Regions from separate parts of the Sus scrofa genome. Here region 1 is linked to region 2. The links are chromatin contacts, called in public HiChIP or PLAC-seq maps. All regions are on one chromosome and are shown on one strand. The core of a region is the stretch at or near the end of the contact, and the rest is flanking DNA. Distances in the headings are between cores, read along the strand shown. Region 1 holds the start of XBP1 (X-box binding protein 1). Region 2 holds the start of PITPNB (phosphatidylinositol transfer protein beta isoform).

Region 1 (2,700 bases), core at 83-2,582, 770 kb before region 2:
TAAAAATATATAATGATTTTTTTTTCATTATAGCTGGTTTACAGTGTTCTGTCAATTTTCTACTATAAAGCATAGTGACCCAGTTACATATACACGTATGGGTTCTTTTTTCTCACATTATCATGCTCCATCATAAGTGACTAGACACAGTTTCCAGTGCTACAGAGCAGGATCTCATTGCTAATCCATTCCAAAGGCAATAGTCTGTATCTATTAACCAAGTTCCCAATCCATCCCACTCCCTCCCCCTCCCCCTTGGCAATGGACAAGTCTGTTCTCCACATCCATGGTTTTCTTTTCTGTGGAAAGGTTCATTTGTGCTGTGTATTAGATTTCAGATATAAGTGATATCATATGATATTTGTCTTTCTCTTTGACTTACTTCACTTAGAACTAGAGACTCTAGTTTCTTCCATGTTGCTGCAAATGGCATTATTTTGTTCTTTTTTATGGCTGAGTAGTATTCCATTGAGTATATATACCACATCTTTCTAATTCAATAAACCTAGTTTTTGTTTTGTTTTTTTAAGAGCTGCACCTGTGGCATATGAAGCTTCCAGGCTAGGGGCTGAGTCCAAGCTGCAACTATAGGCCTAAACCACAGCCACAGCAACACCAGACCCAGCTGCATCTGCAACCTACCACATAACTTGTGGCAACACACAGATCCTTAACCCACTGAGCTACAAGCAGGGATCAAACCCACATCCTCACTGGGACAACGTCCTTAACCCGCTACACCACAATGGGAACTCCTGAACCCAGTTTTAAAGTACTTGACCTCATTTCCTGAAGACTTATGTTGCAGAATGTTTTTGCAAGCATTTTTCTAACCCAAGGCCCAATTTGAACTGTCTCTCGATTTTGCACTCTGGGCCCTAAGTGGGGAATGAGATACAATTCTGTCAGACTGGGTAAAAATCTGTTAGTCTTGGTAAAAATTCGTCAGTCTGGAAATCTCCTGGTTTGAAATTCAACTCTTGTCATTCGGGGAGAAATCTATTTACTGAAGAAACTCCGTCGGGCTGCAGACTCTTCCTCACCAGCTTAGGGGCTCTCCACAACCCAGCCCTCCAGAACCCTCTACCAGCCCGCCACCCAGCGACGCCTACCGGTCAGCCGAGCGGAAAAAAAAGCCCAGCGTCCCCAGCCCAGCACCGCGGATGCCACGCTGGACGCCCTGGCACCGCCCCCTTCGGGTCCACCGGACCAATAGGCGCTGAGATATGCCTACATCACACGGAGCTGGCCAATCGTGGAGGGCCACGATCCTAGAAAGGCTGGGCGCTGGGGGGGCTGGCCCACTGGGCGGCGGCGGCGCGCACAGGCGTAGACACGCTCCAGCCATGGTGGTGGTGGCAGCTGCGCAGAGCCCGGCCGCCGGGGCCCCCAAAGTACTGCTTCTCTCCGGGAAGCCCGCCGCCGCCGCCGCCGCTGGAGCTCCGGCCGGCCGGGCTCTGCCTATCATGGTGCCGGGCCAGCGAGGGGCCAGCCCGGAGGCGGCAAGCGGGGGGCCGCCCCAGACGCGCAAGAGACAGCGCCTCACGCACCTGAGCCCCGAAGAGAAGGCGTTACGGAGGTGGGCGAGGGTCGGGGCGCGGACCCAGAGGGCTAGGGCCCGAGGTCTGAGAGCCAATCCGAAGGAGAGACAGGGGTTCTGGGCCGGGAGCTGACCTCCCGCCACGGTCGGTCTCTGACGGCCTTTTGGGTGCCAGCGCCAGCGTGGCGCGGGGCGGGGCGAGGGCAGGAAGTCTGGACCGGCCGCTCTACTGCGTTGGGTGGAGTCCAGGGCTGAGCAGGCCTTTTTTATTAAATTCTTTTCTCTCTCATTAGAGATGACCACAGCTGGGTCTGCGAGTACCTGGGTTCTGGGCCCTCTCGCTGTGTGACCACAAATCCGTTGTTAAGCTTCTCTGAATTAGGGCTGTAACATGGAGTCCATTGATTTACCTCCTTTTTGGAGGCGCACGGGTCTGAAATGACAGCTGTTGAAGGGGCTGTGAGCCTTAGAAGGCTCACTAGTCAAACTCAGTCTCTGCGTCCTTAAAATGATATTTGCCTCCTGAGGTCGTTGGGGAAATAGAGAAATATCTAGTACTTAGTCCTCCTTAAATATTAGTTCTTCTATGATCTGTTTGCTTTTTGTGATTTATTAAGTGCTTCTCGAGCCGACCGGCCTCAGCACCAGGGCAAAAATCGCCTCAGCCTTTCACCCGTCTGAGCTGTTTGCTGAGGGAGCGTTTATGTCAGCGGCATTGCAACCCACATTAGATTTAATCAGTCCGGGTTGGATCCTGTTCGAGGGAGTCGGGAAGCAGCAGCAGAGTAGAAAGGGGAGGAGGAGATATCTCATGACGCTGTGTGTCCAGCCTCAGTGCTGTGGCCGGGATAAGACTGAGGTGGATGACGCAATATGGGGGAGAATAAAGCAGGTTTTCAAGCTAGATCCACAGAAGGCTAATTTTTCGGTTTTGTTTCTTTGAAGGGTGAAGTCTGAAGTGTATTTTACCATTAGTCTGCCTTATGCTATAAGTTAAAAATGAAAGCACCAGCTGGCCAGGTTTTCAAATAAAGCTATGAATAAGGTTTAAGATGAGTCAGTGTGGTATCTCTTTCTGTCCTCAGGAAACTGAAAAACAGAGTAGCAGCTCAGACTGCCAGAGACCGAAAGAAAGCTCGAATGAGTGAGCTGGAGCAACA
Region 2 (2,700 bases), core at 187-2,686:
GAAATGAGATAAAACATCTCCATTACCTAACAGAGTACTTCGCAAATAAAAGATGCCCAATCAATAGAAGCTATTCCCAGTTTCTCAGCTCTTGGAAAATAAGAGCATGTGTTTCCTTGAATCCTCAGCAACACAATAATTAGTGTTAATAGTGTTACACATCACAGAAAGTCAATGAATCCCAGTGACCTCCTTAGGAGGAAGTTTCTAGCTTTTAGGCAAGAAACTTTTTTTTGTTTGTTTGAGGCAGCCCTAACTCCAGTGGGTGTATTCATATAATTTATATGAAAGTGTTTTAATGATTTTAAAAATTCCTTTAATAACGTTTCAAACAGCTTCCTATGGTTCTCAGAATACAATTCATACTCTTTACTGCCTTTACGGCCTGGTGATCTATTTAGTCCCAGCTTATCTCCCCCACCGCCTATTAAGGCATTCTAGCCACACCTGCCATCTATCTGCTCAACTACTACCCTAAACTTATTTCAGTCTCACAGCTTATCTTCCACTAATTGCCTCCCCATCTTCACAGGCTGGGCTACTTAAAATACTAGGTTAAAACGTGGCCTCCTGAGAGTCCTTCCCTTGATTACTCTGCCTCCCCATTACCCTACTGTACCTTACTCATAGAATACCTCGTACCACGACGCCAAATTCTTTTGTTTTCAGGTGAGCACAGAGACTGCGCATTTTGCTTTCAGAAGGATCCCCCGGGCCTACTACGGTGACTGGCATAGAGAAAGCGAGTGACCCTGGGCTACAACTTCTCCCGAGGTCCACCTCCTGGCTCTTAGCTGCAGCCTGGGCCTCGCTAAGGTCTCCCAAAACACAGCCCCTTCCCGGGTGCTGAGGCAAGCAACCCTTTTCCCCCGAGAGGACTCCTGCAGTTGGGTCACGGCCACGGCGGGGCTCTGGACTCTTGGACAGCAGGGACTGGGGCGCAGAGAACTCGTGTGGCCACAGCTGTTCGAGGCTTGGGGATGGGCTTGGGGAACGTGCGCGTGAGCCGCCAACCCGGCGAAGCCCGCACGGCGGACCTGATTGGACTGGAGAGCGGGGCAGAACCCGGTGGCGTCTGCCTCCCCGACCCGAGTAATTATCACGGACTTGGGAAGTGAGGTATCTGGCAAGAAGGTGGGCCTCCTCTCAAAAGCAGCGAGAGAAGGTTCAGTTTTCCCGGAAACGACCTCCAGGGAACTGACTGGAAAACTCACCAGAGTGCGTAGACTGCAAAGCGACGGCGAGAAAACCCGACTGTAAGGAGGAGCAGCCGTCAGAAGAGCGACAGCGCGCCGAGCTCGCGCAGCCGCAGAGGAGGCCTCGCGCACCTAGGGTGGGGCGCGAGACTGGGGCGGAGCCAGCCCCTCGCGCGCGCTGACGCGGCGGAAGGGTGTGGACGCGCAAGCGCCGAGGCAGCTCGGGCGGCTGGGAGGCGGGGTCGCGCAGGCGCTGTAAGAAGCGGTAGCGGCGGCGGTGGCGGCGGTGGTGGTAGCGGCGGCAGCTGTGAGGGGTTCCAGGAAGATGGTGCTGATTAAAGAATTGTAAGTGGAATCGGTGGACGTGAGCGACATTCTGGGACTGCAGTAATGGGAGATTCATTTATTGAGATGTGGCAGAATATTCCTGAGAAGAAGCGAGTCTCGGGTCGGCCGCTCCCTGCGCGCGCCCCCTCCCCTCGGCCCGCGCCCCCGGCCCACTCGAGGCCCCTCCGCTCTGCGTCCACAGACACTCCCCGCGGCGTTGCCGTGGTAACACTGCTGCCTTCTCCCTCGGGGCGGAGGCGGCAGGGTCCCGGCTGGAGCGCGTGGTTGGGGAAGGCGCGGCCGCGAGTTTCCGCCGGGACCCGCCTTCTCCCCAACCCCCCACCCCAGTCTTGAGACTGGGCCTACCCCCAAGCTCTTGGGTGGGATCCAGCCGAAGCCCGAGGGTGGGCGAGACGCAGTGGATCTGTGATTTGTCGTCTGGGGTGGAGCCTGCCGGTAGCCCGGGGGAGATGGGCTTGCCAGGTAAAGGCAGCCCTGGTGTCGGGACTCGAGGTGGGGTGTAGGCGACCAGAAGTTATTACTAGAGTCGGGAATCCGAAAACCTGCACTTCACTGGGCAGCTCAGTTGACTTAAAACTGGAGAGTCAGCCCTCTGCTCTGTGTTTCAGTTTTCACATCTTTGGGATAGGATAACACTCCAGGTTCCGGGATTTAGATGAAGCGTTAACGTACGGTTGGTCTAATAGAAGGGTTTCCAGGTGCATCATACCGGCGCAGTAGTTTTGTTGAAAAGTTAATGGCATTTCCTACCGGCAAGGCCTGTGAATATCACAGGAAATGTGGTTGGCAGTGAATGTTCAGCCGTCACAGCTGGTTCGTGTTGTCAGGATCCCTTGGGCAACTGGGGATTTTGAGTGTGGTCAGTTCTTGGGTTTTTCAAATGCTCTTTTCATTTTAAACTCTTTAAAATTTTTGTCTTAATTTATCTAACTCCAGACAGCTTATTTGTAGTGTTAGTTCTCAGACTAATTTTAAAAAGTCACTCTTCGCTTCTCTGATTAAAACTCTCCAGACTCCTTATCTCACTGAGAATAAAAGCCGACGCCACGGCATTAACACTTGTGAAGTGATTTCAGTTACTGCTGTCCTTCCCTTGCCGATTTCAGGCTCAGCTTCCTTACTGTTCCTTCACTAGTACTGCAGGAAAAAAAGCTCA

What was found. HiChIP or PLAC-seq counts read pairs in DNA pulled down with a chosen protein or histone mark.
Region 1: a contact with region 2 is called in an H3K27ac HiChIP or PLAC-seq map of alveolar macrophages. The contact joins the promoter of XBP1 here to the promoter of PITPNB in region 2. A contact is called at or near these places in 2 of 5 promoter capture datasets (fetal liver and liver) and 1 of 2 datasets of contacts at active chromatin or transcription factors (alveolar macrophages).

The regions. Positions count from the first base shown.
Region 1 is chr14:46,015,158-46,017,857 of Sscrofa11.1, reverse strand. XBP1 (X-box binding protein 1) reads left to right here and starts at 1,332. Exons shown (of 6, transcript NM_001271738.1): 1 at 1,332-1,579; 2 at 2,626-2,700. The coding sequence starts at 1,347.
Region 2 is chr14:45,248,825-45,251,524 of Sscrofa11.1, reverse strand. PITPNB (phosphatidylinositol transfer protein beta isoform) reads left to right here and starts at 1,436. Exons shown (of 11, transcript XM_005657336.3): 1 at 1,436-1,541. The coding sequence starts at 1,522. LOC110256863 (a long non-coding RNA gene) reads right to left here and starts at 1,348. Exons shown (of 6, transcript XR_002338912.1): 1 at 1,215-1,348.